6 separate regions of the Mus musculus genome follow, and regions 1, 2, 3, 4 and 6 are each linked to region 5. A link is a contact called in public Hi-C and promoter capture Hi-C data. All regions are on one chromosome and are shown on one strand. Each heading gives the region's core, a stretch centred on a gene start, on an enhancer-like site or on the middle of the called end of the contact. The rest is flanking DNA. Distances are from core to core; before and after follow the strand shown. Region 1 holds the start of Pik3cb (phosphatidylinositol-4,5-bisphosphate 3-kinase catalytic subunit beta). Region 2 holds the start of Cep70 (centrosomal protein 70). Region 3 holds the start of Nmnat3 (nicotinamide nucleotide adenylyltransferase 3). Region 4 holds the start of Dbr1 (debranching RNA lariats 1). Region 5 holds the start of Anapc13 (anaphase promoting complex subunit 13). Region 6 holds the start of Copb2 (coatomer protein complex, subunit beta 2 (beta prime)).

Region 1 (3,489 bases), core at 632-3,131, 3.5 Mb after region 5:
TGTTTGCACCCTTTCAAGCTATTGTGTATCATTTCAAGCTCAAAGCTTTTAAAACATGCAGGACTACAAATCAAAGCATGAATGTGTGATTAAGTCATTCATATACATCCAAAGTGCACTCATTCTTTATAAGGTCCCGATGACAAGTGGGTGAGGATCTTAGCGACAAAACAACGCGAAGAGGAATACATCACAGAACTCTTATCACACACAGACGATTCGAAACTCACTGGTGTACAGTCTAATCTCCCAGAGTAGCTTTTCCAAGTACTGCATAGCAATACTATCAGCAAAGAACAGTGTAAAGATTAGGCCTCGATCCACTCTTTGTCATAGTACATTCCTATTCTAGCATTTCCATCCCCGATATTCACAGAAACTTCACAGGTATTTGGCAAGCTTCTTGTTTTACTCTCTGTCTCTGTGTCTCTGTCTGTCTCTGTGTCTGCCTCTCTCTCTCTCTCTCTCTCTCTCTCTGTCTCTGTCTCTCTCTCTCTCTCCAGGTTTCTCTGTGTACTCCTAGCTTTCCTGGAACTTGCTCTGTAGACCAAGCTGGCCTCAACTCACAGATCTGCCAGCCTGGCTTGTGTCACCAACCCTTTCTGCTTGGTCAGAAAGCCATTGCTAGTCTAGTGCAAGATACTTTTGCTTCTGTGGTGGACATGAGACTGACCTTGTGGTGGAGGGGAAGGAAGAAGCTTGGTACAAGGGTCGAGGATCAACGTGTGAAGGTCCTTTACTGACATTTCTGGCTGTGAGCTCGCTAAATATTAAGGGGAATTCTATTCATTAGACATCTGAAAAGACCTGGGCTTCACAGTTGGGTTAAGCATTTAATGTCCCACTGGCAATGGGCTGAAGCCTCAAAAGCTCCACATAAAATTACTTGTAGAAACCCCAAACTTGTACAAGCATGGTGAAATAGGTTAACCTCTGTTTTTTGTTTTTGTTTTTGTTTTTTTTTTGAGACAGGGTCCCTGCTATGCAGCTTTGCCTAGTCTGCAACTCAGGAAGTAACCTAGCTGGCCTGGCAATGCACCTGCCTTCTGGTCCTGAATGCAGAGCTTTATAGGCATTAGCCACCACGCTTGATTTTTTTTTTTTTTTAAATCACTTAGTTACATCCGCAGAATCAAACTATTGTTTTGACACCTTGTCTCATTTTCCTTCTACTTGTAGATTCTATCCTAGACTACTTAAGTATTTGCTTGAATTGTTAGAGTGGCGTTAGGTTACAGTAGGTTTACTATATGTAAACAAAAAGACTACAAGTATCCCACGCAGGACCTCTTAGGCTATGTGAGTGCCCTACCGCTGAGCTCTATCCGCCGCGCCCAAGGTTTGGCTGACAGTAAGTGAAATTCAAGCGTCTCACTAAAGAGCCATGAAATTTCCCGACAGCAGGGAGACAGAGGCGAGAAAAAAAAAAAAAAGCGCTGGGCGAAGTGTAAGGTTTGGCAGCCAAACGTCAGCTGCGGTGGTGCAGAGACGAACACAGAAGTGTTTCAAAGGCTGGACTCTTTACATCTAAATGATCGTTCACATCGCAGGGAATGGAAGGCCAGCTGGGCCGTGGGAACAAAGGGGAGTCTGCGGAGAAGCGGAACCGGGAGGTGCAGGTTTTCCCGAAGGCGGCGAGCTGGGGGCTGCAGACACCGCAGTGCTCTGCGAGCCAACCCCAGCGCGCCGGCAGCGCAGTAGGAACGCGGCACCGACAGCCGCACAGGGCGAGGCTGGTGCTGCCTCCCCTCGAGGGGCGGGGCTTGCGCGGTGAGTGGGCGGGGCTGCCTGGAGGCGGGCGTCGGGGGATTGGCCCTAGAGGGTGGGCGGGGCCGGGCAGCGGGGAGGAGAGCCCGGGAGGCTCGCGCGCGCGCTCGCGCAGGCGCGGGCACGGCGGTGGCGCGCGCGTGCTCCGTCGGGCGGTGCAGCGGCTGCGACGGAGCCGGCCATGGTCGTGGGCGGTGGGCGGGTGTCGCGCTGAGCCCCGAAGGCAGCAAGAGACTGGGAGCGGGGCATGCGGGTGTCGGAGCCAGGCGGGCACGGCTGCGGGAGCTGCTGACGGCGCTGCGGGATCGGGAGCCGGTGGCGGCGCGCGGGGCAGGTGAGCGCGGGAGGCGGCGCGGGCTGCGGCGCTGGCGGCTCGGGCGGGCGCTTCCTGCCGGGCTCGGCCGCGGGAGCGCGGGCTCCGAGGTACGCGGCGCCCAGGCCTCGGGCGGCGGACACCGAGCAGCGGAGGGCGCCCGGTGGGCGACCACAGAGAGAGCGGGCGCGGCACGGCCCAGCCGGTGTCGGTGCGGACGCCCGGCGGCTGCGGACCCTCAGGTGTTTCGGCGCAGCGTTCACCGCACGATTCCGGGCTCTCCGGTTTCAGACCGGTCAGAGTCCCGGTGCTGCGGCTAACCCGTCCCGCGCGGCCTTGGCTGAAATACCCCGAGGAGACGTGAAGCGGGAACTGTGAATACTCACCTCCCGGGATTGCGGGAGGCCGTGCTAACCTCGCTGTAAGTGCTCGGTGGACGGGAGCTTTTGGGAGTCGCTCACTGCAGCATCCTTGCTGGCTCTGGCTTGTTCCTTCCTAGAGGTTGGTATTGGGGGCAAATTTATTTCCGAACCGCTCTAGTGTTGCAATAAGCTCAACTCGAGTTGCTTAACGAAGGAGCCTGTTATCTTACAGCGGCCAGAGTAGGATTCTGTAGTCTCTTCCTAGAATTCTGTAGTTTCTCTCTTGGAAAGGCTGACTTGGAAACCTGTCTTGGGTACGGAGTGAATTAGTGCTAAGAATCCTATCAGAATCAGAGTTTACACAACGTGGAAGATGGTGGTGGGACATGTTACCTGACTTACTTTGGTATTTAACCCATCTGAAGTGACACTTAAATTGTCACTTGTTACAGAGTATAAACACAGGAAGAGTATGGAAACATACTCCTTTTTTCCTGCATTGCTACATCCGAAGGGAGTGACAAGTGCTTTTGTAAACATCGTTGTGGGCAGTGTTACTTACTGTCTGGTGAAGTCATCATAATTAAATTAGATGAGTATTTATTCTGAAGTGCTGAATGGATGTTTGGGAATACCAGTCGTAATGAAATCTCCAAGGAGTCTGAGTTTCCAGGAGTTCATTATCACTTGCGGGTCTTGGTACTGCTTTGTAAGTTTTTTTGTTTTGTTTTGTTTTATTTTGTTTTGGATCTTTTGAGACAGAACCTTGCGGTGTTATGGATCTTTTGAGACAGAACTTTGCGGTGTTAGTCCTCAGTGGTCTGGAACTCACTCTATAGACTAGGCTGGCTTTGATTCATGCCTCTTTCTCCCTTGTCTTTGGATTACAGAACTCGGCATATCCAGAATAGATGTTAAAAGTTAGGGTGGCATCCACTTGTAGTCCCATTGCTGGGGAGGGGCACACAAGTAGATTCCAGGAGTTTGCTGGTAGACCTGCTAGCTTAGCAGAATCATGGCACCCTAGGCCAATGAGAGACTCTACCT
Region 2 (3,630 bases), core at 367-2,866, 3.4 Mb after region 5:
AAGAGAAAAAGAAGATAAGAGAAAAACAAAATGAGAAAAAGATGAAACTGGAGATGTTTGAAACAGAACCTTGGCTGACCTAGAACTAGCCTAGGCAACCCATCCCTCTCAGCCCTGGGAGTGTGAGTACAAGTGACAGCCATCATGGGGGGAAAAGTGTATATTTTGACACAGTCCATCCATGTTTCACAACAGTTCATTAATTGCCCTGTAGGTATCTGAGGATCTGTTAAAATACAACACATACTAAAATTTTATAGCCAGGCAATGGTGGTGTGCACTCAGGAGGCAGAGGCAGGAGGATCTCTGTGAGTTCTAGGTGAGCTGGGTCTAGAGAGCTAGTTCCAGGACAGCCAAGGCTACATAAAGAAATCTTGCCTCAAAAAACAAAAAACAAAAACAAAAAAAAAAAAAAAACAAAACCCCCATAAATATAATAGCTGGGTGTGGTGGTGTTTAGCTGTAACCCCAGCATTTCAGAGGTTGGAGGATCAGGAATTCAATGTCGTCCTCAGACGGCCTGCATGAAACCTTGCCTTAACGTGAATCAACAATTCAATTCCAACAACATTGCAACTTGCTCTTCACGGTTTACCATTTACTAGCTATTTACTATTTACAAAAATCCATGCAATGCACAAGATTGAAACCAATGCCTGCAGCGCTGATATGATTACAAAATAAAGTGGCAGGCTAGAGAGACAGCTCAGTGGGTAAAGGCACTTGTCCCAAGAAAGCTTGAGAAGCAATCCTCAGAATCCACAGGAGGCGAGAATTCTGTAACCCCGGGCCTCCTGTAGGGAGATCGGACTCTGCAGCTCTCCCCTCCATCCCCTACAGTATGCAGAAAAACAAAAGACCTTGTCTCAAACAAGGTAGAGGCAATGACCGACGCCCAAGGTTGTCCTCTTTCTCTACGTCTGCACCGTGGCGTGAACAATTATTGATTAGTTGATAATAGTGGGAACCTTGATTAGGCTTTGCTGTGTTTTTCACATTAATCAACGTGGACCCACATAAAGGCGGAGTCCTTAAATTTGTAATGAGTCTGACAGGAGGGGTACTCGCCTACCCTTTACTCCGCGATCTCCCACTTGGCTCCAAATCGCTATCACCTGACAGCGCCGCAAAGAGAACTGGAGCTAGCCCGGAACCCAGCCGATTCCATGTAGGAGTCTAAGCTCAGTTCCTGCTTCCTCTACCAGGTCGCACACCTTCAACACTCGGCTGGGAGAAGAGGTTGAGTGAGGAGCGAGGGACACAAAGCGACGGGCGGGCTCCCCGCAGGGAGGTCCACGCCCACACCTGCACGCGCATTTCCTAGCTAGCGCGTAGGAGCCGGGGCGACTCCATTCTGAGGGCCCTGGCTGGTGAGTGGGACGCTCCGGATTCCGGAGAAGCCACCTTTGGGCGTGCACCTGAAGGGGGCCCACGTAAAGTCCTCGGCGACCCCAAGCGCCACTCACCTCGGTCACAGCCCGTGGCTTCCACCGCGCTCGCCCCCGCGGCCTAAGCCCCGCCTACGCGACCGTTAGCGCAGCCAGGCTGACCAATCGAACTGACGCAGTCGATGGCCTCCCAGCGGGGCGGGACAACACCACCTGGCGCGCCGGGAAGGCGGGTCCACGCCGCGCTCTATCGTTAGCTCCGCCCACGGGGCGGGGCTTCTTCCCGCCTCCACTCCCACCGGACCCGGACTTGCTGCGGCTACTTTGTAGCAGGCGCTTTGACACTTCCTGGACGCTCCGCCTGATAGTCGCTCAGTCACCATGGTGTTTCTTTGATCCCCGAGAAGCTAGAAATACACACATTTGCGGTTGCAAGTGAAAGTGAGGCCGGGGCTGCCTTATTATCACTGGATGCCTGCGCTCCCTACAGCTCCCCCTCACGCCCTGACTGCGAGCCTTTTTCAGGAACTGTCTGCACGGGGCAACCCCAATAAGCATTTCTTGATAACATTTCACCTTCTCCTTGAATATTTTCAAAGGTCTACGAAGAACTGAGATGCCTGCCTGACGAAGCTCAGTCTAGATAGGCAGTTTGGGCTCCTGTTAGACACTGATAAGACTGGTTAATAAAGGGTTTGTGGCTACAGAGATAAAAGATTACATAAGGACATGAGGCACAACTCTTGCTTCAACTTTAGATAAGCTGAAAAGCCTTGAAAACGATCTATGGGCCTCCAGGTTAATTAAGTCAAGATCTCTAAAGTGGGGCCCACACGTCCAGAGTTTATATGGTTCCCCGAAGTGATTCTAATGTATAGCCAGGAGGGAGAACCAACTGTCCGCTGAGAAATAATTAAGACTGATTCTAAACCTGGTGGGGAAGAGGGACTGGAGATGTAGATCAGTTGGTAGAATTCAGCGTCCGGGAAGCCCTTGGGTTTGATTCTTCAACACGGCCTAAGACAGGCGAGCTGACACGTGCCTGTAATTCCAGAATTTAGGAGGTACAGGCAGATCAGGAGTTCAAGGTCATCCCTGGCTTTATAGCAAAAGTCAAGACCACCGGAAGCTACAGGAGGCCTTGGCTCAAGGAAAAAAATAAAACGAAGGTCCTTCTCCACTCTTTTCAAAAACCAAAAGTGGGTTAAGAAATCCAAAATATGTAAGGGAAAAAAAATCATGTTCGCAGTCTAAAGGATGACCTCGAGTTTTCAGGAATCTACCATCGTTGTCCTTGCAACTTACAGCCACACGGTGGCGGTATTGACAACAGGCATTTCCAGAAGGACTTGGGAAATGCAAGTCCCATCAGGGTCTTAGTGACCCTAATACATCAACTAAAGTGACTCTCTCTGGGTGGTCCAAGGGCACATCTCTTAAGAGAGTACTGCTCTCAAGCCCACGTTTAGGCACACAGTGAGTCTAAACTGTGTGTGTTCTCTGCAAACACATCCCAATCCCTCTATTCCCCCTCATGGCCCCTTCCTTCCCTTTCTATATCTGGATATTCACACTACGGAGCTGACAGATTTTCATTTTCAGCTTCCTAAGACAATCTAACTGCTTACCTTTTCCAGAACAATAGGGTGACTTTCCCAATCTTCTGAGCCAACCCATAGGCCAAACATCCGTGGGTTAGAATTACTTTTGATGTGAGTAATAAAAATCAAACAAACAAACAAAAAACTCAACTAATTCAAACTGCCTTAAACAATAAAGCAATTGATTAGGTCACACAACACAAACCCTAGAGGAGGGAGACGGAGACGTTGACATTGATTAATTCAAACCAATCTCTTTTTTTTTTTTTTTTTTTGGTTTTTGGTTTTTTGAGACAGGGTTTCTCTGTGTAGCCCTAGCTGTCCTGGAACTTACTTTGTAGACCAGGCTGGCCTCAAACTCAGAAATCTGCCTGCCTCTGCCTCCCAAGTGCTGGGATTAAAGGCGTGCGCCACCATGCCCGGCTTCAAACCAATTTCAATGGTTAAGTGGGTCCAGCTGCTATTAGTCTGTGCTGTTGAAAACATGATAAATTCATACTTATTTTCCAGCTGCCTACTTGGAGCAACCAAGACCACATACTTTCTTTTCCTATAGAAACTTCTCCAGTTTTGTGTTTTGTTTTTGTTTGTTTTATTGAGCCAGTTGGACCTGCCAGATATACCCTACCTCCTGATCAGTA
Region 3 (3,647 bases), core at 1,099-3,598, 4.3 Mb after region 5:
TCTGGTTCTCCACCCTGTTCTCTTAGAGCAAATCCTAAATCTATATCAGTTGTGTGGACAAGACCACAGAAGACCTCAGGCCCATTCAAGGTGTAAAATTTACCAAGCCTCTTTTTTCATTAATTGTTGTTAACACATAAATATCATATATATATATATATATATATATATATATATATAATGTGTATATATTATACATGTGTATACCATACAATATATACATACATAATACACATATATGTATTAATAATAAAGAAAGAAAGAGGCATGAATTTGAGAGAGCAAGGAGGGATATACAGGAGGGTTTTGAAGGGAGAAAAGGGGGGATGATGTAATTATATTATAACCTTAAAAATATAAAGAAGATATTATAAATACACACACATGTAAATGCCAAGCAGCTGACAGGTGTTTCCTGAAGCCACTCTCTCAAATCTGTGCTGGTCTCAAGTTCTGAGGGGTCCTCAGCAAGGGGCCAGCAGAGACGGTGCCTCAGGGGAGAGAGCTGCCAGTGGAAGAGCTGCCTCTTGGGGCTGGCGGGATCAGGTGGTGCTTGCTGGGAAATGTGTACCTAGACCAGCAGTTCTCAACCTGTGGGTCGCAACCCCATTTGGGGGCTCACATAGATATCCTGCCTATCAAATATTTAAACTATAATTCATAACAGTAGCAGAATTACAGTTCAGAAGTGGCAATGAAATAATTTTTATGACGAGGTCACAACGTGAGGAACTGTATTAAAGGACTGCAGGAGCAGGAAGGCTGAGAACCACTGGCCTAAATGCTAAATGGAAACAAGGCAGCTTCCCTCACAAGGCTCAGAGTCCGCATGGTAAGTGGCCAACCTTGCACAGGCTCCAGGAGAGCAGGTCTTGTATCTGGCTTCTCCTAACCCTTAGTGTCAAGGGAAAGGCATGAGCCAAGTGTTTCCAAAAAATGGTTAAACCAGTCCTCAACTTAGAGAACAGGCTGTATTGTGAGAGTTTACTCATCTGTCAGAGGGGAATGTACTAAGGCGGGGGGGGGGGGGGGGGAAGCTTACTCTGAGACAGACACCTCAAGTTCAGTCTTGAGGAGCAGAGATACCTTCACCCCTGCTGTGCCCGCTGCTGTCTGAACAGCTCTGGCAGCTGCTTCCCACAAACCCATTTCCTGGTAGTACAAGCAGTCCCATCTTAGAACAGTGGCTTAAGAAACTGCCGAGGCAAATGCCCTGATCAAAAGCAACTCGGGTAGGAAGCCTTTATTTGCCTTGCTCTCCCAACGTCACAGTCCCATTAATGATAGAAATCCAGGCAGGGGCTGAAGCTGAGGCCATGGAGGACCACTGCTTCCTGGCTTGTTCTCCAAGGCTTGCTCAGCCTATTACAACTAAGGACCACCACTGGGGTGGGGGACGTGGGAAAGGGTGTGGTGGAATCCCCCACTGTGGGCTGAGCCCTCCTACATACATCAGTAATCAAGAAAATGCCCCCACACCCTTTTGGTCAGGTTAGTCTAATGGTGGCATTTAAAAACTCCAAGTTCTCTCTTTCCAGATGACTCACTTGTTGACGTCGACTAACTAGGACAGGAACTCGCAGGCACCAGCTCTCTGCAGGACGATCCCAAGGGAACCTCCTTCCCAAGCCTTACTTTATGTCTGGAATTCCGTCATTCACGGGGTAGCTTTAGCTCCAGCAGGTTTTGCTGACGGGAAACGTAATAAAACTTCTCCAGCACCCTGCGCTTTTATTTACTTATCTTAAAAATTATCTCCACAGCTCCTACTAATTTGAACTGTCATACTTTAATGTGTGTGGTTTGCCTTTGCTGGAGGTCTCCTCGCTAGTCTGTGCTCTGCGGGGCAGCACGCTACACGTGACAATCGCTGGAACCCCACTTAGGCCAATAGAAAGAGAACACTGAACAATACGCTGTAATTGTCACACACTTACTTTTAACTGACTGTAAACGTGCTGCAGGGGGGATCCGAACCCGTGTCAGCTCGAGCCAATCGGTCAGAAAAGTGACCGTGGGGCTAGCGTGGTTCTGCGCTCCACAGCCATCTGACTCTGTCGTGCGCGCGCGCGCCCGAGTCGCCGCCCCCGAGAGTCACGTGGGCCTGGTAGGTACGCGGGGACTCAAGGCTTCGTGGACACCCACGCGGGCGAAGCAGGCAGCCAAGGTCGCTGGCTGTGCTTACCTGCGCGTCGCGGGGCTCCGCTCAGAGTCAACAGGGACCGCGGATCTGCTGCTCGACCAGGATGGGTCACCCCGCAGATCGCCCTAAGACTAACTAGTCTTGACCCAGGCTGGGGGCGGAGCCGCGAGTGAACTTGACCTTGCGCTCCCAGCTTCCTGCTGTGGGCGGAACTCCCGGGAGACAGAGCGGAGCTTTGCCCCGCCCCCTCAGCGACCTAAGACCACGCCCCGTGCCCCGCCCCCGCTCTTCAGGTCCTCAGTAGATTGTCATCTGTGGCCTTTCTGCTCTGTGTTTTCATTTTTTACTTTTTTTTTTAGTTTTGTATTCTGTTTGTTTCTTTCATCTAACTTTCACTCTGGTTTTTAAAAGCCTGAATTAAAACCATATCAAGCAATGTATGAACAGTTCTTAAAGTATAAAATAGCTACTTACAATGAAAGAAACAAGCCCCTCCTGTTCTGCTCTACCTAGAGCCCTTTTTCATCAGTCCCTTCCTTGGATGGTCACTTTTTGTCGCAAAAAAAAAAAAAAAAAAAAAAAAAAAGAAAGAAAGAAAGAAAAAGAGCTTACATAGCGATTTCTTGATTTATCTATTGACTTTCTGCCATGTTAGATGAGGATTTACTCTTCCTGGGCCCCTGCTTCCCTCTTCTGACACATTTACACCTCTATTCTCCAGCTCTGCCTTGGTGAGGATAAAGGTTGTGGGGGGATGGGGTTCTGAAGCTGGCACAGTTTGGGGGAGGGGAAAATGGGGGCTATTTTAGAAAGAAAATACAATTAGGACTTTCTGGCAAGTATATTCATTCATACTAAGAAATTGCAACCGAATCCTTGGAGATTCAGGACCTACTCCCGGAGGTCTTTGTGTAATTTAGAACCTTAATTTGCCTCGCTAATGCAGAGTAGTTTCTCAGCCTCCCATAACCCTCTATAACTGCCCAGCCCTCACAAGAAGCTTCACCGTGGCCTGTCAATCCTAATGGAGTGAGTTGCAGGGTGGGGGGAAAAATCAAGGGTGATGTCAAGGCTTGTGAATGCTAAACATTTAAGCTCCCCCCTCCTCCTAGCCACAGTGATAAATCAACTCCTGGGTGGAGAGCTAGCTCTGGACCCAGTTTCTATCCCCAGTCTCCCATGATATTCCCAGGCTCTTAGGAAGGGCCACACCTTTGCCATTAATCAGTATGTGGGCACACAGGTAGCCCCACTAAGAAACCAGGGAAAAGATACCTCCCCACTCAGGCAGTAGACCCTGTGCCCTTTGCGTTTCTTCTGGGAAACTTAGGGTACAATGCACCTCCATAAAGTGACCCCAAGCAAGCAGCTTTACCTACTCAGGTTTCAGTTTCCTTCCCTGTAATCAGTAGAAACAACCCTCTACCTCGATGGCTTTGGAGGAGGTTCAAGCAGCACGATAGTAGCTAAGTGTACAGTGTCCTTTGGATAGTTTCTTACTGAT
Region 4 (3,461 bases), core at 799-3,298, 3.1 Mb after region 5:
CAAATTCATCTCTTCATAATACTGAGATTGTTGAAAGATGGCAAATCAGTAATGACAGAGAAACAAAATTCCCAAAGTTAAGATTTCATCACTAGAAAAACTTGAACATTATTCTAGAAACAATCACTTATATAAAGAGATAAAAGACCTGCAAACTTTAAAAGATGAAAAACAAAAGGAACACTTCAAGTGATATCATAGTAAATCCAGTCAGCTAAATCCAGAGCCCAGGAAATGCTACAGGGCAATCAACCTCACTGCCTACAACACACAAACCATAGAGGAAACAGAAAACAGAAACAAGGGAAGGAAGGATAAAGAGTCTAAGAGGCAGAGCCCTGAACACCAAATATTTGGATCCTACCTGAGCAAGTCATTTGTAGATCCGGTAACTGAGACATGCAGAGAAATGCGTATGGACAAGGCACGAGAGAAGGACTAACTCACTATAGTTAGGTATAAAATGGCACCAGAACTACGTGTGTCTAAAAAAAATCTATCACTCGAAAGTCATGTACTTAGGGGCTGGAGAGATGGCTCAGAGCACTGGATGCTTTTCCACAGGTCCCGAGTTCAATTCCCAGCACCACATGGTGGCTTCTAACCATCTATAATGGGATCTGGTGCTCTGTAGGCACATATGCACTCAGAACACTGTATACACGGTAGATAAATAAATACATCTTGGGGTAGGGGGAGTCATGTACTTAAAAATCCACAAATGAAATAACCCAGTGGTTAGGATTTGCTTTAAGGCATCCCAGCCATCTCCCTCAGGAAAAGTTTAAACAATACTGGATATTTAAATATGGGAGTAGAACAAAGTAATAGGAGTTGAGGTTAACAAGTAAAGAAATTTATTAAACTACTCGGTATTTTTATGTATGTTTAGCATTTTCCATTATAAAGTTTAATGCAATAAGAAAAAAGCAAAGAGACTACAAAAAAAAAAACTTGTCATCATATTAGCTATTATTTAAACCTCTAGAAGAAAATGGATGTATGTTCATGACTGGCCATTTAATAACTATTTTAACTCAATTCTCATGATTATTTAAGTTAATGGCATTCACCACATGTCTTCTAGAAGCTGCCCAGCTGGTACAGATTCTGACAAGACCAAAAAAAGTGCACATAAACACATACCTAAATAATAAATATTCGGCGCTACCCAGCCACCATAGGGTAACTCTTGCAAATGGTTTGAGGCTTCATGGTTTCCTCCAATGAAGATGGTGAGAACCGGGGCCTTTTTCTCTCCAGAGTAATATCTACAACATAACGGTAATAAAGCTGTCAGGAACCAAACTAAACACAAAAAAGCAAGAGGTCAGAAGGAAAAGGCCGAGCTCAAAAACGATCAAACGGTCCCCACTATCTTCCCATCCCTGCCCTTAAGAATAAATTAAATCTTGAGTGTCGAGCACACATTCATTGAGATCAAGAACTTTGTGAAGTGCAAGTCTGGGCTTCTAGAACCCAGACTAGCACACAGCAGGTCACGGGAAAACCAGATCATTAAATCAACTAACCATCGTGTTCTAGCAAATCCAAAGTATCTAAACCTGCTGGTGTCACCCCGGGTCCCTGGGAAGAAGAGCCAGGTGTGTACAGAGAGGAGGAGGCCAGGGCCATTTCCTAAGCTCCGGGTCCAACAGACATCGCGATCTGCGGCAGCAGGACCTGGAACCCCACGCGAGGACCGGCCGCGCGCCCCTCACCTGTAGAAGGTCTGCATGTGACGGTACTTGGGCGGCACGGCCATGCAGCGCAGGTCGGCCTCGTTGCGCACCGCCTGGAAGTCGCCGCAGCACAGAAGGAGATCCACGGGTCCCGAGCCGCGCCGCTCCGCCAGCGCCAGAGTCTCGTAGATCTTGTCCAGCTCGCCGTGGCAGCAGCCGGCCACGGCCACCCTCATCGTGACGTTGGGCCGCGGAACTCAACAGCAACACCCCGGAGCACCTGCAGCCCGGGTCGCACAGCAAAGAACACCAGGCAGCCGGCCCACCCGGCTCCCGCCAACACCAACCGAGCCGCGGCTGAGTTTCGAGTCCTTTATGTAACTTCCGGCTTCCAAGTCTCGCGAGAGAGGGAACGGGAAGGGCCCGGTCAAGCCGGAGGGGGGAAACTTTGAACTTGTTTAATGGAGACCCTGTCTGTCTTCGTGATCCCTTGCGTGCTAGCAATCTAGTGGGTTACATTGTTTAAAACTAGAAAAAGAAATAAAATCTCCAAGAATAGGGATTGAATTTAGTAAAATCAAGGTAAGCAGCCGGGCGTGGTGGCGCACGCCTTTAATCCCAGCACTTGGGAGGCAGAGGCAGGCGGATTTCTGAGTTCGAGGCCTTCCTGGTCTACAAAGTGAGTTCCAGGACAGCCAAGGCTACAGAGAAACTCTGTCTCGAAAAACCAAAAAAAAAAAATCAAGGTAAGCAAGTGAGCAGGAGCGATTGAGCAATTAATTCCCTAGAGCAAATCTCTCCCTGGCAACGATGATTGCCTTAAAAATGAATTAGAAAGTAAAAAGAGGTTTTAATGATGACATTAAAATTTAAATGCAACGTTGAAGCTTACTGATTATTTTAAAACTATACACCAACCCTCCCGGGGGGAATTTCTAAAATTATTTTTGACTAAGGGGAATGGGTATTTTCCTACCAAATTGTTTGCCTAACTGTAACGCAAGATGAATGAAAGGTTAAATATCTCGAAAACTTCTGGAGAGAAAAGGTGGCGACTAATCAAGGAAGAATGAATGGCAAAGAAGAAAGCCAGTAAAGGAAATCTAATCAAGGGCATACAGTTGTAGCGCCACGAAAGTGTTAGCGATCCCCCAAAACCAGGCAGGAGCCCATCTGATGTAACTCATAGCACGGTCTTTATTCTATCCCAGCTCGCTGTGGCTCGCCACCAACACACAGCACAGTTTTTGGTGTACCCCGAATGTCAGTGGGGACAAGACTTTATAGAAAGCTACAAGCAGAGGGTGGGATGTGGTAGTGGTGGTAGTTAAGCATCTAATTCGAGAGCTACCATGGCCTTTAACACAATTGGCTGGTGCTGGGAGTCATATCATAAACTTAATTTCTGCTTCCCTCTGCATTAGTGGTCGTTAGGCAGGGGGTGGCCTCGTAACCTGGGGGTGCAGATATGTTGGGGTAATAACCTGGGGACGCTGGTCTTGTTGAGGGGTAACTTGGAAACTAGTGTTATGTTGGTTAGTTTGTCTGAGTTCAAACTTTGGCCAGGTTCTCTAAAATGGAGTCTGAACTTACAAGATTTGGCCTCTCAACAGAGAAGTATACATTTAAACAACTGAAAAATTTAATCAGTTAAATACAATCTAGGCTGGGGGCGTGGCAGGGGGAGGGAGGGGATGGTGGCTCTGCCTTTAATCCTTGTATTCCAGAAATAAGCAAGCAGATCCCTGGCCAGTGTGGTCAGCATGGTCTATAAAGTGA
Region 5 (3,267 bases), core at 656-3,155:
TGTACTCAGGTTGCCAGGCTTGGCAGCAAGCGCCTTTAAGCCACTAAACCATCTTGCTGGCTCTCTTCAGTGCCTGGTCCAAGTGCTCAGGATGCTTGCTAAGCTCCCAGACCACAGATTGTTCCACATTTTTCTCCTGAAACTGTTGCAGTCTAACTCAGTCATCAAGCAGTGCTTTTGGGTTTCTGGCTTCCAAGTTTGTTCCTTATCACAAACACACCCTACTGTGCTCCCTGCCACAAAGTGGCAACCCAAGGAAAGGTCTTGTGAGGATTAGTACCAGTGGCTCTCTCAGGAACTGTTCTGTTTCCGAGAGAAGGGAGACTCATACAAGAAACAAACTGTGCTACGCGGCTATGTGCTTGCCTCCAACAGAATAAAGGCAAGCAAGCTAGCGCTATCTACCTAGTCTGTAGGAGGGAAAGGGCTTTTTACTTTAAAAAATTAAACAACCTGGGGCCTGGGAGGAGGTTCAGTGGAGTGAAGTGCTTGCTGTGCAAGCAAAAAGACCTGAATTCAGATTCCTGGCACCCGCAGAAAAAGCCTGGCACGATGGCACACTTGTGTTCTCTGGGAAGCTGCCAGGCCAGGCAGTTTAACTGAATCAGAAAGCTCCAGGTTTAAGATTCAAAGTAATAAAGGAAGACACTGATGTTGACCTCTGGCCTCTACACTCATCTACAACTCCACCTGTACGCAGAAATCTCCCCCACCACCACAACTTTCGTGTACGCGTATACACACACACACACACTGAAGCTCCCTCTGCCACGTTAAAACCAGGTGATAACTTAGCAGTTTTCCTCAGACATAACCAGACCCTAGCTAGTGGATAACGCAAAGCCAGCTGAAGGGCCACTTCTAATCACCCCTCAGGGTTTGACAAGCCTTTTGTTTTTGTAGCTGAGCCTTGGGCTGCATTTCACACCTTCTGGTGCTGACTTTCCCAGTCCCTATGGATTGCACCTTTTTCTAAAGTGCTCTGACTTTCTCTCCAGCTTTTCAGCAGGCTCTGTCCTTGAATGCTTTGCTGCTTGCCTCAAATGATCTATGAAACAAGTCAGGTCAGCTTTGTGACTGACTGGCAGGGTACTACTGTCTCCAGCGGTAATGTAAGGATACCCAGTCTTTCCACAAGTTCGCCTCAATACTTTGTAACATGACTCTCTTCTACATGCTTAGAAACTAGCACGCTTTTCACCCACCCCCGTCCCTCATCACTTATGCTTGGCCGTCCTTCCAAACACATCTATTTTCCTGGGTCAGGTGCTCGGGTGCTCACCCTTTACGTAAACAGAAAGTTCCCCCGCTCCGGATACCAGATAATATCAAACTCTCAGCTCTCAGATTGTTTCCTTTAGACCCCAGGCTGAGTGCAGTCCCAAGGGTCCATTCCTTCACCAGTCCCCTAGATCTCTGGGCACAATACGTGACAACAGGAGGAAAGCTTGTCACATTGCCCGGATATCTCTTTCTAGACATTAGATGCGTACGTCCTATGAGACATACACACCTTTCATGCACACAGCTTTGTAAATGTATTTCTAAGCTACGAGCACGGCGCCTACACTAAAATGGCCCTCGGAGGCCACCATCCTGGGACACTACAGTCACCCGCTGCAGCGACTTCCGGTTCGAGGGGTGGGAGGATACTACATGCGGAAGTGCAAGGGGGGAGGTCGAGCGTCGCCATGGGGGCTCCGTTCCACTCCGCACAGCGTGCAGTAAAGAAGTGGCTCTGAAGCTCGGTTGAAAGTACCGGCCCGCGCCTCTGGAAGCGGTAGACGCCGGAGTTCGAGGGCGAACGCTTGGCCACCCTCGGAAACCCGGGCCGCGGGCGCGAAAAACCCTTACCCACTGCGCGCGCGTCGGCTTCCTCCCGGCCCCGCCCTTCTTCTGGGTCACGTGACTCGCGGCGCTCTCAAGCCCCGGATGTGGGTGAGTCCAAGCGCTGCGGCAGGGGGCGGGACGGACAGCGATTTGTTGTGACTTGCGCGCATCCCCGGCCGGAGGAACGGCGGGCAGGCCCGGGGGCGCGCTCCGCCGGAGGCGCGCTCTGCCGGGGGCGCGCTCTGTAACCGACCGCATGCCCCAAAGACGGGCGAGCTGCGGCTAACTGTGGTGCGGTCTCGGCCCTGGCCACGGTGGTGCCGCTAGGCTCCAGGCCTCATGGCCCGCGGCCGCAGCTCGTTGCGGCCCACCTGCCGCGGGGCTTTCCAATGCCGGGTTGCGGCTGCCCGGTCGTCGCGCCCCTGGGTTCCTCCTCCTCCCTATGGGACTCTGGGCTGGCCGGCCAGGTGCTTCGGCCTGCGGGAGGGCGGGCTGCGGGCTGTGGGCTGCATGGCTCCCGGGAAGGGACCCGGCTGCTGCTGCTGCCGCCGGTGTAGGACCAGGCCTTAGCGTTAGCCGCCCAGCGGGAAGCCCGCAGGGTTCCTTGGTGATGTTAGTATGAGAGGTGCGGAAATGTGGCGGGAACCCCTGATGGCAGGGGAATTGCAGATGGCTTCACGCTTTCAAGTCAAGCATAGGAAACAAGATTGGTGGAGTGAAAGTTTGGAAAGGGGAATTCCACAACAGCGCTTTCACGCGGAGACACTTGACAGTGAATGGGCTTTTGTCCTTTACAAAATCGTGGAGTTAGTGCATTCTGATGTCAGACCTAGTTTTCATTTACAGACTGTAGACTTGTTGCCAAAAGTGCTCCCCATTCTCCCCAACTAGCGCTGGCTCTCCTTTGTAGCTATGATCTGGAACTTGCAGTGTAGACCAGGCTGGCCTCAAACTCAGAGATGGGCCTACCTATGTCTCCTAATTAAGGATCCGCGCCACCTCGCCTGGCTTTCTTGAGGCCAATTTAGAGTTTCAAAAATGTATTACTTTATTATAGCTCTTTGTACAACTCGAATATTTGTATTTTATATTTTGTATGTAAGTCAGAGATCAATGGCTATAGTTATCTTTAGCTTTTTACACTTTTTTTTTTTGTTTTGTTTTTCGAGACAGGGTTTCTCTGTGTAGCCCTGGCTGTTCTGGAACTCACTCTGTAGACCAGGCTGTCCTCGAACTCAGAAATCCGCCTGCCTCTGCCTCCCGAGTGCTGGGATTAAAGGCGTGCGCCACCACGCCCGGCTTTTACACTTATTCTTAAAGGCTGCAGCTTAACGATATGATGAAACGAATTATCTTATTTGGAATGCAGCGCCATTTTTAGGTTAATTTTTGTCCCGTGCTCTCTGTCTTTTACTGTGTCGTCCTCAGTGGTCAGTA
Region 6 (3,383 bases), core at 18-2,517, 4.1 Mb after region 5:
GTAAGTTTAATTAACACCCAAGGTTTGACTTGTATAACAGGGATAATAATAATATCTCTCTTAGCATTCTGAGAATTAAAATCAGAGTTCAGTTAGAGCAGAGCACGGCTTATAGTAACCACCATAAACATTACTCATAATTATCCACAGGCTGCGGTGACAATCAGCTGGTAAATGTTTAGCAAAATGCAGGACAGTGAAATGCTCCTATGGTGAGTGAGCAAATAAATAAAGTCATGTTTTGTACTTTTTACTCGAGACTTAAAATACAGCCATCTTTTAGTATCTCTGCACATGGTTCCAGTATCCTCCACCAAATCAAAACGCTCACGTTCAGTTATTTAAGTGCTTATAATTTACCCATCACTCCTGGTCATCTCTAGATTAGTTAGAACACCGATACAGGGGTCAAAGTTGTAAAGAGTCGTTGTATACTATGACAGCACATGTTCACACAACAGTTTTCCTCAAATGTCTTCCACCGAAAGCTGGTTCAATGTGTGGGTATGGAACTCACAAACATTGAAGAAGGAAAGTCAATTTTTAATTGACTATTAAAAATATGTCTCAAAACTAAGTTAGGCAGATCTCAGGGCCTTCCCCAAAAAGGTCATCCTCTGTGTGCACAGAAGGCCCAATCAACATCAACTAGAAAACGACGAGCTGGGCTGCCATAGCATTTGAAATTTCACCTCTGGCTCCATATACATTTAACTTTGTTTAGTTCTGGTTTTCCTCTGCTTAAGTTTGCAATGTGGTGCCTGCACACTACCAAACACCTCACGCAACCTGGAAGGTGGGTTAGCAAGCACCACCCTCAATGACAGAATAAAGTGACTTGGTCAAAGTTGCCTTTGGCATCCGAGTCCTGACTCTAGCATTTACTTGCACTACCGGACCCGGTGCAGACTGCAAGGGCACTGACAGGCGCCCTGACCGCCCTGAGAGTCGGGGGCGCCGCTCCTTCGCGGGTACCCAGTTACACTACTGTGTCACCACGGCAGCCTCCCGGTCTGGCCTTCTTCCTCCCAGGACGCCAACGGGACAGGAGGACCCCGTCAGGCCGCAGCAGTAGCAGCGCAGACCGCTTCTAGCTACTGCTCCTAGCCAAGAAGCCCCGGGAACCCGCCGCAGCCGGTGGGCTCCACTCTCTGTCCCCTGAGGCCCGACTTACCATGGCTCCGACTGTCCGAGCGAGCCCCTGCCCGTCACAGGCTCAAGGCGACACACTCAGGAACCCACCGACCCGTGGACCGGCCAACCCACTGACGTGGAACTTCCGGGAAGCGACTCTCGCGGTACTCGGAGCCAGGCTCTGCGCCTGCGCACACCCTCCGTAAGGCGGTCCGTGCATGGTCCCGCCCCAGTTTCCTAGGTAACGCGGACTTCCGCGTCTCCCGCTGCTGAGCTGGCTGATGGAGTGTATTGCTGTGGCCAGAGTTGGGCGGTGACTAGCGGCGGTCTGGGCTGCTCACCTTCGGTCAGTTTCAGAAAGGCAAGAAGATGGAGCGCAGTGCTGGATTCCTGCTGAACGTCGGCAGCAGTGGAGGGGCCCGGAAGCGCTATCCGAACAGCGTGAGCCTCTGGCAGAGAAAAGAAAGCTCTAAAACTGTGTACTCCAGCGGGCTCCGGAACGGGGCCCAGAGCGGTGTCTGGGTCTTGGGTGAAACCGACCGAGGCGGAAAAGATGTGGGCGCGGCTCCCGCCTTTGAGGCTCCGAGGAGCCCTGAGATCTTGGTTCTGGAGGCTCCCGGAGGCAGTCGGGTGATTACCCTTCAAAGAGCATCCACCGGGTCGTTTGTTTGGCTATGTACCTTCAGTTGGTGGTACTGCCACATCACGTAGGAGTCGTCTCCGTTTTATTGATTGGAAATGTAAGACTCAAAGAACTCAGGTTTACTGGCCAAGATGGCATAGTAAGTAGTGTTGTTAAGATCTGGGCTCAGGGGAGAATACGCCCTGGAAGCCCAGTGCTCTATCTGCTATGCCAAAATAGCTCTTTAATAAATTAGTTGAATTTCAAAAAAATGATTGCCAGGAAAAGTGCAAATACATTGTGTATCGATTTCACACACCTTTTAAAAAGATAATGCTATGAAACAAATGGAAGTTGCCCTTAGCTCCTTATAAACCTCTAGTTGGAGAAAAGCCTAGGTTTCCAGAAAGGAATTGTATAGCCTGAGAGAAGTAAGGGTGAGTTTTCATTAGGTAGTGCCTGGCTCTTGGGAGATTTATAGGCCTCAGTTTTTCATATACAAAAAGTCAGATAGTTTTCAAAGATCCATTTTTACTATTCTGTCAGTAAAAACAAATTTTCTCTCAGTAATGAGATTTTTACATAATTGACATGAATAATCACATAATCGCATACTGTAGCGCAACCAATTGCAAGAATTAGTTGAAACTTTTTAAAATGTGAACTATATCTAGTGTGGAGAATAGCTGGGCTTCTATTATTTTTGATTCCTTAATTCTCTTTGCATTTTTAATTTGACACAGTATCAATAAATATAAAATAAAATAACATCTCCATTCCACAGAACCTGTTGATAATACTTAAATCTATATAACACCTGTAGTTTACCTGCTGGAGAGTTAAGCCCCCACCTGCCGTGCTCATTTTGTGTCTCCATCTTTTGCTGCTGCAGGTCAGCAACATCAAGTTCTGCAATAGTGACTATGATCAGCTCTTAGCCAGGCCATAGCGTACCCATGTAACCACAAACCTTGAAGATCTGCGAGTTCAATACCAGTTTCTGCAAGACTCTCTCTCTCTCTTTTAATCTTTTAAAACTTATGTACTGAATTTCGGCTATATGAAAAGTTATGCTAGGTACTATCTTAAGAGAATACCTCTAAAACTCTGGACTTGGGTTTTAATTGTAAGAAATTTCAAGAAAATAATCAAATACATAAACACACACACACATAACTCTTAAGTGTTCAATTGTGGGCTTAAAACAAAATCTCTTGTTTACTCTGGCTTAGAGGCATGTGGAAGGTTGGGAAAATAGCTCTGGGGAAGAAAAGAACTATGGTCAAGCTTAGCAAATTGGTAGAGGGTTTCCCAAGGGGTTGATTGCTATTGATAACAAGCTTAAAGTCTTAGCTGGTCAATCTCTAGGACGGCTGCTTCATCCCAAGTGGGCATCCCTTCCAGCATCGATTTAGCAGTACCGTGTGTACACCCCAGCCCCACCCCCATCTGTTCTAGTTTGACTTCAGTGGCTGTGATAAAACACTGAGCAAAACCAGCCTGGGAGGAAAGGCTTTCTTTTACCCTAGAAGATGCAGTCGGTAACTGAGGAAAGCTAAGGCAGGAGCTGCAGACAGGACCAGGCTTGAACCTGGGAGGGAAGAGTAGGAGCAGAGTCCACAGAGAA

Evidence for each region. Promoter capture Hi-C pulls out the DNA fragments that hold promoters and counts their contacts. Hi-C and Micro-C count contacts between places; a contact is called where the count stands out from the background.
Region 1: a contact with region 5 is called in a Hi-C map of CD8 T cells, with 6 times the contacts expected there. The contact joins the promoter of Pik3cb here to the promoter of Anapc13 in region 5. A contact is called at or near these places in 2 of 39 promoter capture datasets (erythroid cells and pre-B cells) and 3 of 484 Hi-C or Micro-C datasets (CD4 T cells, CD8 T cells and embryonic stem cells).
Region 2: a promoter capture Hi-C map of pre-B cells shows a contact between it and region 5, with 5 times the contacts expected there. The contact joins the promoter of Cep70 here to the promoter of Anapc13 in region 5. A contact is called at or near these places in 1 of 39 promoter capture datasets (pre-B cells) and 2 of 484 Hi-C or Micro-C datasets (CD4 T cells and regulatory T cells).
Region 3: a contact with region 5 is called in a Hi-C map of CD8 T cells, with 5 times the contacts expected there. The contact joins the promoter of Nmnat3 here to the promoter of Anapc13 in region 5. A contact is called at or near these places in 1 of 39 promoter capture datasets (erythroid cells) and 2 of 484 Hi-C or Micro-C datasets (CD4 T cells and CD8 T cells).
Region 4: a contact with region 5 is called in a Hi-C map of CD8 T cells, with 4 times the contacts expected there. The contact joins the promoter of Dbr1 here to the promoter of Anapc13 in region 5. A contact is called at or near these places in 2 of 39 promoter capture datasets (erythroid cells and pre-B cells) and 4 of 484 Hi-C or Micro-C datasets (CD4 T cells, CD8 T cells and regulatory T cells).
Region 6: a promoter capture Hi-C map of pre-B cells shows a contact between it and region 5, with 2.2 times the contacts expected there. The contact joins the promoter of Copb2 here to the promoter of Anapc13 in region 5. A contact is called at or near these places in 1 of 39 promoter capture datasets (pre-B cells) and 1 of 484 Hi-C or Micro-C datasets (CD4 T cells).

What each region holds. Positions count from the first base shown.
Region 1 is chr9:99,138,603-99,142,091 of GRCm38.p6, reverse strand. Pik3cb (phosphatidylinositol-4,5-bisphosphate 3-kinase catalytic subunit beta) reads left to right here and starts at 1,881. Exons shown (of 24, transcript NM_029094.3): 1 at 1,881-2,101. It also overlaps the pseudogene Gm2773.
Region 2 is chr9:99,241,327-99,244,956 of GRCm38.p6, reverse strand. Cep70 (centrosomal protein 70) reads right to left here and starts at 1,616. Exons shown (of 18, transcript NM_023873.4): 1 at 1,467-1,616.
Region 3 is chr9:98,295,271-98,298,917 of GRCm38.p6, reverse strand. It overlaps Nmnat3 (nicotinamide nucleotide adenylyltransferase 3), which reads right to left and starts at 2,348. Exons shown (of 5, transcript NM_144533.3): 1 at 1,938-2,348. Gm46126 (a long non-coding RNA gene) reads left to right here. Exons shown (of 2, transcript XR_001779264.2): 1 at 1-832; 2 at 1,539-1,721.
Region 4 is chr9:99,574,386-99,577,846 of GRCm38.p6, reverse strand. Dbr1 (debranching RNA lariats 1) reads right to left here and starts at 2,048. Exons shown (of 8, transcript NM_031403.3): 1 at 1,722-2,048; 2 at 1,147-1,271. The coding sequence starts at 1,918.
Region 5 is chr9:102,624,934-102,628,200 of GRCm38.p6, reverse strand. It overlaps Anapc13 (anaphase promoting complex subunit 13), which reads right to left and starts at 1,905. Exons shown (of 3, transcript NM_181394.3): 1 at 1,855-1,905. Cep63 (centrosomal protein 63) reads left to right here and starts at 2,077. Exons shown (of 17, transcript NM_001081122.1): 1 at 2,077-2,297. The coding sequence starts at 2,220.
Region 6 is chr9:98,561,615-98,564,997 of GRCm38.p6, reverse strand. Copb2 (coatomer protein complex, subunit beta 2 (beta prime)) reads right to left here and starts at 1,267. Exons shown (of 22, transcript NM_015827.2): 1 at 1,175-1,267. The coding sequence starts at 1,177. 4930579K19Rik (RIKEN cDNA 4930579K19 gene) reads left to right here and starts at 1,387. Exons shown (of 1, transcript NR_029444.1): 1 at 1,387-2,538.